4 separate regions of the Sus scrofa genome follow, and all the other regions are linked to region 1. The links are chromatin contacts, called in public Hi-C and targeted proximity ligation maps. All regions are on one chromosome and are shown on one strand. The core of a region is the stretch at or near the end of the contact, and the rest is flanking DNA. Distances in the headings are between cores, read along the strand shown.

What was found. Hi-C and Micro-C count contacts between places; a contact is called where the count stands out from the background.
Region 2: a Hi-C map of skeletal muscle shows a contact between it and region 1, with 5 times the contacts expected there. A contact is called at or near these places in 1 of 47 Hi-C or Micro-C datasets (skeletal muscle) and 1 of 2 datasets of targeted methods (skeletal muscle).
Region 3: a contact with region 1 is called in a targeted proximity ligation map of alveolar macrophages. A contact is called at or near these places in 1 of 47 Hi-C or Micro-C datasets (heart right ventricle) and 1 of 2 datasets of targeted methods (alveolar macrophages).
Region 4: a targeted proximity ligation map of alveolar macrophages shows a contact between it and region 1. A contact is called at or near these places in 2 of 5 promoter capture datasets (fetal liver and liver), 4 of 47 Hi-C or Micro-C datasets (embryonic fibroblasts, epiblast stem cells and heart right ventricle) and 2 of 2 datasets of targeted methods (alveolar macrophages and skeletal muscle).

The regions. Positions count from the first base shown.
Region 1 is chr4:22,230,230-22,233,452 of Sscrofa11.1, reverse strand. LOC106509989 (a long non-coding RNA gene) reads right to left here. Exons shown (of 10, transcript XR_002343142.1): 8 at 1,746-3,223; 9 at 520-621. Among named protein-coding and RNA genes, the nearest start is that of EIF3H, 280 kb to the right of the region's middle.
Region 2 is chr4:23,118,987-23,122,209 of Sscrofa11.1, reverse strand. All of the region lies in intron 4 of TRPS1 (zinc finger transcription factor Trps1), which reads right to left. Among named protein-coding and RNA genes, the nearest start is that of TRPS1, 210 kb to the right of the region's middle.
Region 3 is chr4:22,930,020-22,933,242 of Sscrofa11.1, reverse strand. The region is part of intron 1 of TRPS1 (zinc finger transcription factor Trps1); the gene reads right to left. Among named protein-coding and RNA genes, the nearest start is that of TRPS1, 26 kb to the right of the region's middle.
Region 4 is chr4:22,904,126-22,907,348 of Sscrofa11.1, reverse strand. It overlaps TRPS1 (zinc finger transcription factor Trps1), which reads right to left and starts at 1,722. Exons shown (of 6, transcript XM_021088993.1): 1 at 1,582-1,722. The coding sequence starts at 1,621.

The DNA.
Region 1 (3,223 bases), core at 518-3,017:
TCTTATGACTGTGTATTTCTCCCAGCAAGCTACAAAATACACATGGGCAAAAACAGTGGCATTTTTGCTTTCCACTAGGTCCTAGAATGTTGCACAGTGCCTGCAACATTATAGGTGCTCAGTAAATATCTGGCTAATAATTGACTAATCAATAACGATGAATGAAACCAAGAATAAATGCTGTGTGTGCTTGTGCAAGTCTCTTGATCTCTCCTGCCCTGATTTTAACTCTGTGAAATTTGGAGGCAGAGGAAGCAGATAAGAAATGAACAGGAGAGGGAATCATATGGCATCTAGCATTGCCAAGGACTCAAATCCTTTTGTTCCAAAAGGCAAAAATTTAAAAACGCTAATAAAATAAAAGATCCAAACAGAAAGTTGTGCTCCCGCTAAGCTCACAAATACATGCTTTTTCCCCCCATAAATAGAACAAACAGATGCAATCTGCAAGCCCCACAGCACATCTGCGCAGATAAGCAGCAGCACTGGGGTGTCCTGGGAAAGAACTGCTTTGCATACTTGCCCACGTGTGCACAGGCTCACACGTTCTTTCCAGAGAGCCATCCTTCAGAGAACTGGGCTTGTGGTCTTGGATATATTCTTCCAGTTCACCTTCAGTCCCTGTGTTTGAAAAATACATTTTTTAAGACGTTTTCAAGAAAGTGTTGCTTGCTGGAGGGCTTCTTCCCTCCTTGCCACCCTCCCTTCCTCAACCTCTCACATTTGAGTGTTGTCAAGTTATCATGTGTTGACTAATCAAAACAACGGGAATATGAGAAATGACTACAAGCTCTATGCCAAGTATGAAAATTGCCTGAAGGAGGTGGTGGCACCAGCCAATCAAAGACTCAACTTTCTTTCTGAGAAAATAGGACTTTGATTTACTTACAGTATTTTCTCCTAAGGATCTCAAAGTCTTTTTTTTTTTTTTTTAAGTATTTAAGAGATTACCTGGTAAGGAGTTTTCTTAAGCCAGGCAGACAAACTAAGGCATGTGGCCCCCTTTGTTAAAACAAGGCAGTAGCTGAAATCAATTGAAAGTGATTTCTGTATTCCCACAGGAGACAATGCTATGAAAAGAGGTGGGAATGGGAATGATTTGCTCTGGGAGCCCTGGCCACAGAGCCTTTTAATCTAATTTGCATATGAGACCCAGGAGTTCCTGGAATTACACTCCCATGTGGCCCCTATACGCCCACCCCTGTTTCCACCACGGACTATGTGGTGCTTTTTATGGTAACTGAACATTAAGCTTAATAAAAGCAGCAAAGTTCAGCTAAATCGCTTAGAAAACCAGGCATATGAATACACCATGGTAAAATGGTGACATCTGCAAGAGCCTTCGGTAGTTACTGACACAAACAAGGGAATACTGTATCTACTAGCAGTTAAGCCAAAAAAAGAAAAGAAGTTAATGTTTCCTACTCAATATATTTTCTTCATTCAAACTTCAGACAACCTCACCCTACCACACCCAGCTACTTGTGACTGGTTCCAAAGAGTGACACCAGCTGATGAAAGATGACATTCTTGCAACTCTTTCCCTCCAAAGACTTATAGTGAGACTTCTCCAGTAGACTATACACTGCATCATCTGTGTTCATAGTTCTGTCCCTGGAGAGACAAGCTCCAAGGCGAAATCACCCTTCCGAGGCTGCTCCCCGATCAAACCTTGGGAAGTGAAACCAGGGCCATACAGATCAGCTCGGACTGCTGGCTCCCCCTTCGGAAGCTGAGTCACTGACCTGGCCAGTTCGCTTCATTGCTTGGAAAGTGGTCAGACTGAACAGGACATGTAGTGATTAGTAATTCAGACGGGTCTCAGAGCTTCATGTTTTTCACTGTCAGGCGCCAACTGCAGCCTTTTTTCTTGGAGTCAACAGGAAGTGAGAAGAGCAAGCCAAATCTGACACCACTTGACGTAACCAGCAATGGACTTCAGCCCTCTTTTCTCCACCCAATAACACAGAGATTTTGAAAGTGAGTCCCTCTAGTTAAACACATAAACCTAATACTGGGGGTAGAATAAGGAATTAAGCATTGAAGAAAACCTATTTTGACAACTCAAACTTAACCCTTTTTTCTTTGCTGGGTTTCATTTAATAAAAAAGTAAATTAAAAAAAAGTTAAATCTCGGGTATAGATCTGAAAATGATAAGAATAAAGAAATCATATTTATTAAATTAAGCTACTTCTCATACTAATTAGAAAAGGATTGTCACTGAGGCAGACAGAACATCAACTTTCCTGATGAATTTTTTTTTCATCATGATGCATTTGTGAAATATCCTAAACTGGGCAGAGTAAGACATGGCCACGTAGTCAAACGTGAAACAAATAGATTTTTATGAAACATTTCCCATTTCTGGTTACAATTACTGTTGAGATGATTGATTCATGTCCAGCTATTTCCAGCTACATTTGTGGTACTGGCAATGAGATTTAAAATTTGATCATTTTACATGGACTGTTTGGTGAAGGAAAGGAATAGGTCTATGTCTTTGCACTTACCCCTGTTTTTCTCTATTTTCTGTCTTCCCTCTCCAAGCCATCCCATTCCTAGTCCCCAGATTACTTTTCCTAAAATATCACTGCTGTGCATTTATTCACTCGAAGCTGGTTGAAACCTGACCACATGTCAGTGGTCACTTAGCTAAACACAGACAAGAAAAGGTAAACATGATGGTTTCACCCTTGGAAAATTTAGAACCAGCGATACTTCTCTAGTCAAAGTCTTCTGAATTTTCCCAGGACTATGAGATCCAGTTCAAACTTCAACCTGGTGGACCCGAATTCCCACATTCAGCCCTTACCAAAATTGTCTTCTCGCCAAGTGCCCACGGTCAAGCCCAAACGTCTGCCTCTCCATCTCATTGTCTAAAATGACCCTTCCTTTGCATGTCCAAATTTCCTCAGAACCTGTAACTCACCTTTCACAAGTCCACGTCAAATCACCCAGCCTTTCCCTTCTCCTAAATTCCAAAAGCCCAGATTATCAATTTTCAGTTTGACACTACCCCACATACACTATTCCAACCATAATTTAACTCTAAATACATACATACATACATAAGAATATACCTATATACATATCTGTATATTAAGGAATTAAAGGACTTGGGAAATTCATTCTATAATGAAACCTGGGGCAAATGCTCCATTGGTGTAAAGAGGCTGGGATTATTATTTCACAAAAAGGGGGAGGCTGTCCAAGCCATGTTTT
Region 2 (3,223 bases), core at 535-3,034, 890 kb before region 1:
CTTGTGTGAGGAAAACAAAACAGAGTCTATAGGAATGTAATGAACTATATCCACAAGTATATCTTGTTCCGAGAGCCCCTAGAATGGGTGTAATGGAGAATTCTGAGAATTATGATTCTGGAGTTTTCTTACAAAAATCTGATTATAAATTTAGTGAGTTATTTCCGAAACCCATTTCTCGCACCCACCTATACAGCCTGGGAAACATCTGTTCTGATCGTGATGTGGAGCCAGAAACTGAATCCCAAACCCAACGTGATTAGATGATCGGTGTTCAGCCCCCTTGTATGTCCGCAGGAGCTGCTCTGAATGGCACAGGCCTCGCCCGACCATCTTAACTGCTTTGAACATGCTTTTCATTCTTCACGCTATTTAACTTTCACATGCTTCACATTCCATTTCCAAAAATTAGATAATACAATTAAGCGTCAATGATTCTGTGAGGACCGCATCAATGAAATCACTAGCTAAGGCTCTGACTCTTTCAAAAACCCCTTTTCAACCTTGAACTTGAAGTGAATAGTACCCATGTTTCTTTTTCCTACCTTTCCATTTTAAAAGTTTAGACTCTGGTGGCCTGGAAGATCTGTGTCAGGAACTTTTTGCTTCTCCAGCATTATGGACTGTAACTCACATGTCACCCAAGCGTCCCTGAACACCCACTGCCCATGAAAACACAGAGCAGTGAGAAGTGGTCGTGCTCACATGGGCCTCATTCTTGCCTCCCCTTCAATAAAAACAAATTAACAGCAGAGCTTTGGGACAGTTTTTTAGCATTCGCACCTTACAAAAATTTCATAGATCCATAACACATCCTTTTGGGACCATAGCAAGACATGTATTCAAAACCATTACCGAAATCCAACAAACAACAAAGACAGCCATCAGAACTCGGAGGGCACATTACAGATGAAATTTTTCCCTCTCCTCCAAAGTGTGGAGTGTCTGAACATCGAGGACGATCAGCAACCCAGCAAATACCTCCTCTTTCTTGCCTTTTCTTTCTCATATATTTTAATTTTATTTACTAGGAGTACATGATGTAATATAATTATGGAAGGAAGTTAAAAACTGCATATTGCTGTTAATTGATATATTTATAAGTGCAGAGCTCTATTTAGGTGAGTGATGCTCTCCAGGTAAACCTTTATTATGCCGTTAATTCACCAGCTGATCCAAACCACTTCTGAAGAGCATAAAATCCAAATCTGGTCACCTGTACCCTTAAACATATTCTTGTTTTCCTATTTCATTTCTCATTCATTCAAAGTTCATTTTTAAAAAATTTGTGCATTCGATGGACCAGACATTGTGCTAAGTATGTCATCTTGCATTTTAAGTGACTAACGGGGATAAAAGGAAAAAAGTGACCTATCTCATGCACGGATACCATATGTCAAACAAGAATGGGGCTGATGAACACATGAAAGAAACAGACAGCGAAAAATGCAACCACTTTCGCCAATAAACACTAGATCATTGAAGGGAAGTCCCTCCAGAGTTACTGCTTCCTGATTGATGTAATCCTAACCACAGCCTGTGGTCCAAAAATGGCCAATCAATCATGTATACATTACAGGAAAAATTGGGTTAACATGTCTTCATGCTGGTGCTTCAACGATGTTCTGTGCAACCCTGGCATAAGATACCCTTTGCAGAAAAATCAGCCGGGTGGCGTAGCGTTCGTTTGTTTGCACCTCACCATTTTGTTATGATGTATAGGCAACGAGCCTCATGTGGCCTTCCTAATCTGAAAATGAGCCAAGAGAAAGAACGTGCTCAGAAGTGTTGAAAGAAAGGCCCATTCTGTGCCCAGGGAACTGCATCTAATACAGGAAATGAACACAAGTTTGCTGTAAGCTGTCCAGCTTCTGAATCAGCTGTTCCCCGCTCAGCATCCTCCCCCCCACCCCCACCTCTAAAACCAAGAGCTAAAAGCCAATATTAAAGTTTTGAAAAATGTGTTTTCCCCCTCTCCTCCCGTGTTCTCTCAAAGCTGTGTAAATCTAACTTGAATGGTAAGCGGCTTTATTTTAACAAGTGTGAGTTATCAGAGTTCGCATATCAAATTAAACCCAATGAATTCTGGACTTGTTTTAAATTTCAAGCCAGAGGCCCTCACTCCCTGCATTTCACTTGGCGGCGGGCCAGACTTCGTAATAAAGTGCTAAGCAGAAGACAGGAAATACTAGAGAAGTCGAACAATGTTATGACAATGTTTATAACTTTTACAGTCAGGCCTGGGCGCACATCTGTACAACATCAGACTCTGGTCAGACCCGCAGAGAGGAAACCATTCCTTAGCTGGCAGCGTTGTGCTCCAGCCAGATGTTATCACTTTACTGGTATCTTTGCACCAAACAAACAAAAAAATATATATTATATATTTACATTTCTGAAAAGGAAATGGGGGGGTCTCTTGTTTAGAAGAAATGGTACCTTAAATGAATTCTGTCCCATAAGCGATTTATTCTGATAGATCTCAGACAATGGCATCTTTCCCTTTGATGTGATAACATGCAAACTGCCTTTTTCTGTAGGGGGTCGGGGGGGGGGAAGCTGCATTTGATGCCACAGACTGAAATACAAAAGAAACTTCCAAGGACCATGGCCCTGGCAATGCTTAGAGAAGGCTCAGATGCCTATACAATTAGGCAGTCACCTGACAAACATTTCTATAAATCAGACATTAGTGGCATTTCCTTGAGCACAGAGGTTGCATAAGAATTTATCATTTTAGTTGAAACTGAAGAAACTAATGTCTCTTTTACCTAAATCATTTTCAAGAGCCTGACATATAAAATGTCGCATCTCTATTAATAATGCTCTAGATATATCAGCACAGAAATAGATTTTTAACAAACCTAGGCTAACAGAAATGAAACAAACAAACCTTAAAAAGCTCAGGGGCTATTTAGAAAATAGGATCAGCCATCATAGAATTTCCAATATCCTCCATCCCCAATTTCTGACCCTAAAGTATGAAGTCACACCAATTCAGTGTTACCTGGCAAAACAAAACCGGAATCAATCAAATAAAAATGTCCTCCATGATTTCAGATCTGTTTCTTAATTCTGCTAACAGGAATGTAAGTGTGTGTGTGTGTGTGTGTGTGTGTGTGTTTGAGAGAGAGAGAGAGAGAGTGTGTGTGTGTGTGTGTGTATGGGTAGATTTCTCAGTGAACCCGTTCTATGCCTGCCTTCAGACAATTCATCACGTGTC
Region 3 (3,223 bases), core at 188-2,687, 700 kb before region 1:
TTATTGGTTTAGCATGTGTTGATGTCTTTATCCTAAGATTATCATTTTTGGGGCAACATATTACTTTTAAAAGATGTGCTGTCTTAAATCACTTCACGTTTTAGGAGTCAATGTTTGTTCAAACATCTCTCGTTCTATACTGACTTATGAAATCAGCTTACCATATCAACCTAAACACTCTCCCTACAGAACTCAATATTAGAAGTTAATCTGTTACAAGTTAAAAAGAAGGATCTAAATTTCCTTTTTTAAAAAAAATAATTAATATTAGCTAAGGCATCAATATATTAAGCCAATCATCTACAAGTTAAAATGGTCCCCTCAGTCCAGCTATAGGTCAACTATTTTCTTCATGTCAGGCAGACTGGACAATTCCAGGCAAAAATGAAGCAAGTGGATATAATTATACAAATCAATAAAGTGCAATCCTTACTAAATCTCTCTTGCACTAGGGAATTTAAGACCAGGTCTACTAAAAGTACTGATGAGGCATGATATGGCCTTAATAATATGGGCTTCCAGAAAAGGAACTTAATAGAGAGGATATAAAAAGCATGGCCCTAAAAAGAATTAATTTAAAAATAAACTTGATAATGTGGCAAAGGATAAAATTTAATAGGGATCCATGTAGAGCAACTGTCTCCAAATTTGTAATTTAAGAAAAATACAAAGGCCTCAAACTCCTAGAACACAAAAATAAAATAGAAGCCTCCACCACTCCAAAAAGGCTCATGAAGACTATTAAATGAGAACCTAAACTGTGATTTGGTGCCTACGAATTTCTTGGGTCTATTTTACTCACAGCCTTCTGATGGAGAATACAGGAGATCCAACCCCCCAACTGCTCGAGAAGGTCTGTAAGTACACATATTTCAAAGTATCAGCAACAGGACTGAAGCACCTCCTTGAAAACTAGTATGAGAAAGTATGTTACTAATTGAAAGGCTAATAATACTTTTTCTTTTAATTAATGAAAAAGGAGAACTTCAGTTATCTCCACCGGCGACCTTCTCTCCTTGTCGACTGCATGGGCACGCTGATCACAGGTGAGGCAGAAGATTTCAAGACTGAGGGTTTGAAAACCCGTCCTGGGATCGGCGGGCAGGAGGAAAGGAAACGGGCGCGTCAAATCCAAGAGGGGTAGCCGCAAGCAAAGGAGGCAGCCAGGGGGAAGCCGAGAGGGGGGAAGAGAGTTCGAGGAGAGAGGGAAACTCGTTGGGAAGTAGGGAGATGGCAGGGAGGTGGGAGAGCAGGCGAGGGGTGGGGATCCGGGGAAGCCGGGCGGGCTGGACGCGGGCGCCAGGCAGGCAGGGCGCAGGGAGGGCGATGGGGAGGCGGCGCGGCCGGGAGCTCGGCGCGCACCGGGCAGCCGGGCGAGGAAGCGGGCGGCGAGCGCGGCTGCTTCCGCAGGACTTCCTGCAACAACACGCCCACAGCTCGGCGGGGGCACGCGTGGCGCTGCTGCAGGCCCCGGGACTCAGGCGACAGCGAGCGCCCCCAACACACACAAAGCTCCGGTCTCCGCAGCTTCAAAGTCAGGGCCCCAGACAGCAAGCAGCCTCCTTCCCCGACAGCAGCAACTCAGGCTAGCTTCTTGAGAAACCCTTAAAAGAAAATGGAATCCTATTTCTGTTCCCGATCTGCGCCGGTTCTGATTTTTTAGTCCTCCTTCAAAAAAAAAAAGAGGCAATTTTACTCTTGGCTTTTAGTGCTGGGACTATACTAACCACCAAAACACAGGGGGGCTTGAAAGCTCATTCATAAAATAGAAATTACTTTTTTTATTAATCCAACAGAGACAAATCGGCTAATATTTAGATGAGGAAGGGTTCTATTTGTGTGTATGTTTCACCCAAACCAACCTTTCCTTTTTGTGTCTGTAACACAGAAGCCAAGTCAGAAAGCCAGGCTGTCAAGACCCCATTTGGAGCAGGGGCGGTTACCCAGGAGTGCAAATAATTTAAGAAACACAAAGCCCAGAGGATTACCAGGACAGCACCACAGCTCCACGTCATTCAACAACTTCCCCTTACAAGAGTTTGCTGATCACAGCCTTTTCACTGTAATGGAGCCAAAGAAGAGGCAGTTACTTAGACTAATACAGATTTTTTTTTTAAACAGGAGATTGCAGCTATCTCTGTAGACATGTTGCATGTGAATTATGATAAAAACCAGACTTTAAAATGTCTTATAGATGGCTTTTCTCTCCCCCACAATGAACAAAGGTAGATTAGGGCTTAAGAAAGCCGAAAGGAACAGTACTAATACGACAGTCACCTAGTGTGTGGAACCCCCAGAACATAACAGCATCTCAAAATCCTGCTCACCCCAAAGCAAAATTGCTGACCAAATGTGAGCACTCTCAGCCAGACTGCCTGGGTTCAAATTCTGAAGCCGTGACCGCTCCTTGTTGAAGCTAGAGCAGTTGATTCAACTTCCCTGAGAAATGGGGATGACAAGCCACTCAAGCAGAGTGCTCAACAATTGTGACCCATTATCATCATCTGGAAGTGGCCCCTAATGGAAAACTAACCTGTCGGGAAAACGAACCTGTCCCCTGCAAAACTAGCTCACCTGTGGCCGGTGGTGGCTATCATTTCTTTTCTAGTGATCAGTGCTCGCCAGGCATCCACCAAATCAGCTGTTGCTACAGGTCACTCGCTCATTTCCACGTGAACTGTAAACAGTGGCCAGCCTCTGGACAAAGTTTGCATGCCCTCTGCTCCCTGATTTTCACAAGTGAAAACACAACAACCAACCCATTTAGTCGTGTCCCCTTCCCATCATTAAAGGGCAGCACGCGGCTTTAGCAGACAGGAAACTGGCCCAGTGCACATGCCGTCCAGCTGGCAAATAGAGGCATCTTCAACAAAGTCCACTCCTCCTACATACAGTCTGATAAGGAACATTTTAATGGAGCCAAAACATACATTTCCTTCCTCTATTTCTGTATTTAGCAGACACGAGAGCTGGATAGTCATGTCAGGGATTATGAAACTGCAATAAAGAGATTTCTAAGCCACCAAGACTACCAGAACAGCAGACTAAGTTTCGCCTACTCACTTTCAACCGAAAGTATGCACCCCTTCGGTGGTGGAAAAGTACAGAAGATTTAAAAGCCCCTACTCATTAACTAGAATGTACTCTACAATGCAATGTTTTCTCCTGTCACTTACATAGTTTGTAAATTTCAGGCAGATATTATTTTTAAAACCCCAGCTCT
Region 4 (3,223 bases), core at 473-2,972, 670 kb before region 1:
AATGCCAACTGCTTTAACACATACGCTCCAGAAAATATTTATGTATTATTTGCTCTGAAGTCCGGACTATATCATAGGAAATGGAAGACCATTTTGGCTTCCAGCATATCAGAAGCAATTACTGAAGCAGAGCCTCCTTCATCTCGAGACCTGAAGCAAGCGTGCATGTATCAAAGATGAACACCCCTGAGTCCCTTTCTCCTGGCAATCACACGCCACTTAACCTTTTTTTTTTTTTTTTAAAAAAAAAAAAAAAAAAAAAAGCTCTTCTGCACAAATTATGATCATCTTCCAAACTACCCATTCCTGAACACCTCTGGGTGAATTTATGAAAGATAAATTCAGCTTTAAATAGCCTGTATCTGGTTTTCAAGTTCACACTTACACTTGCCAATCCTCCCCCTGCAGTATCAAGCAAATGCCTAGTTAAACAGATGGGCCTCGCAGCCCACCCTTAAAAGCCAACAAACATGGGCTTTATTTAATTAAAAGAGGAAACAAATTTCTGAGGTGTAGACACACACATAGCACACATGCATGCACACGAACATACATACAAAATCCCTGCCTGGGTGCCAAAGAATAATAACAATTCTTGCTTTTTCATTAGGTTTTTTGAATGTCCAACTCTTACACTACCCACTAGATTAGAAGCAGAATTAGAGGGGAGCGCTCAGCACTGGGTATCCAAACCAAACCCCTCTGGGACATAGCTGGACTCACTTCCCCTTCTCTCACATCAGAGACAGCACTTCCTACCTCAATTAACCCCGATTCACCATCTGACCCTGAAAAGTAGACGTTTTCCAATTTTCTCCATATTTCTAACTTCTGCTCTATGATCTTCTGCTGCAATACTGTCCCATCCCATTCACTTTCCCAGTTTGGGGCAATTAACCTCTCAGTTGTATGTAAACAAGTCCAACACCCAATTGTGCCTAAATTTCAGACTGAACTATTCCAGTGGAAATTCAAACTTGTGAAGCTGAATGATATGATACATGTCAAATAGCACAATTTAGGAAAAGGAGGCTATACAGACAGACAGCATGGAAGGAGGAAGGAAAGAGACAAACCCTATCTCTGTTCTAGGCATGAGTCATCCGGACCAGAAACCTCAGACATTTGACATCTTTGGCAATACCCTCCCCACAGGCCCCACATCCAATCAGTCACCTAGTCTTCCCATTGTTCCTTTCTAAAGGCTTTTGTACCTCTTACTGCCTTTCTTTCCACCCACGTGAACTCTTCCCAAATTAAGAAGTCATCATCTCTCATTGAGCTCTTCCTCCTTCCTCTCTCTCCCTCTCATCATTATTACACAGAGCTACCAGATCTGACCATCTCTCTTCTGCATTTTTTTATTCCTCAGGACAAAAATCCCGTGACCCCAGCTCCCAAAAGAATAACACCAAAGGGCCGAGGTGTCAAGTCCTCCCATATCCTAGTCCCAAACACCTTTCTGGCCTCACTCCTCCCTCCATTCTTCCACACCCCCCTGACCCCCTGATTGCACCATTCCCCCAATCCAGCTGACATTTCAAATGCCTTGTTTTATACTTACTGCCACCTTCTACTTACTTGGAAGGCTTCGAAGGGTCCTTTCATGCCAGCTCTCCATGCTGAAAATCCTCTCTTCTTGGGAGATCAAACTCAGATTCTGCCTTTTGCGTGAAGCCTTCCCAAATTCCACATCAGAATCGGCAAAGCAGGAAGTAAGCTTCTATGGGAGTTGCTTCTCTTTCTAGGTAGTGTTTCGTCACAGTGATTTACACAATATTGACCTAACAACCTTCTCTACTAAACTGTAAGATTCTTGAGGGCAGAAGACCATCAAGCCATGGGTACTCAGTAACATCTGTTAAATTGAATTTGGAGGTTGGAACAAGCTCTTGACGTTTTACTTAGAAACACACTACAGAGTGCAAGTTTCAAATGCTCCATGTGGCCTTTTCTTCCTTTCTTTCTGTTCCTTTTTTTTCCTTTAATGCATATGGGCTGATGCATCATGTGCCAATTGAAGCTTCTGGGTGGTCTTCATCTCAGCAGCATATTTTTGGCAGGGTATCAGAGAAGACGCTTGTCCCCCTCAGAAATATTGTCCTCATTATCGTTAAGTTTGGGTTCATAATTCCATGTTGCTCTAAAAATAGTGAATTAAGTGATCTTTAACTAAATCTGAGGCATTAAAATGTGGCAGTATAGAAAAGAGCCTAGAAGCTGAACATTTTTAGATGGGAAGGGATTTTTAGTCGTTGTAGAAGCCAAAGGTGTACCTTAGGAAAGGTAGAGCAGTGAGGTAGAGATAAAATAATCTCTTTAAAAACTAGTGGCGTCTGTTCTCTTTAATGTTTAACATAAAATTATTGAATCATTTTAGCATATGCCAGTCTACTGATAGCTATTAATTTTTGCAGGTATTAAATTATCAGGCTTTTATGTGATATTTGATTGAGGCTATAGATACAAACATCCAGGTTCCCACAGGCATTGCATCTCACAAGGTCCTGTGAATCCCATGGAAGTGTGTGTATGTGAGCATGTGTGTGTCCATGTGCATCTGGTGAGTGTGTGACCATCTGGTAATGAAAATTGCTGTTTAGTTAATATTCCATCTTAGTGTTCACACATTTGATTCATCCTTTGTGTATCTCAACAATTTGAACGGCCTGGTGGTCAGACATCCACAGAGACACGGCCAGATGATCCAATGAGAAGTATTAGTTAGTGTTTTGATTCTAAACTTTGTGCATCAGTACTTGGACAGTGCTCAGAAGTCACAGCAGCCACCTTTCTCTGCTATAAGAGGAGGACCACTTTATCAGCTGAGGTCCCTTGCCGTCTGGTTTCAGGGAATAGAAGGATAGACAGTCAGGGTACTTATTCCCTTGACTCCCCGCTGTCTAGCTGCCTGTCTGCCATGGCTACATTTTCTCGAGGCTCCAGTAATAGGTTTTCCCACTCAGACCCCTTGTGATGTTAGGCCCAGGGGAGGCTGCTTCTGATGGTTTTTAGGCCCTAAATGTTTCACCATTTCTTTTGGGGTCTATAAACTCTGCCCATGACTTTGAAAATGATCCTTTATGAAAACACTTTTCTAATTTTTCTCTGAGTGTGCCTTATCTTATCTTCTGGGCCTCTGATTTTTTTTTAAAAAAAGGGCTTATGATAAAATCACCTTTCTACCTTAGGGTCTAGCAAGTCCTTAGAATTCAATGAATTC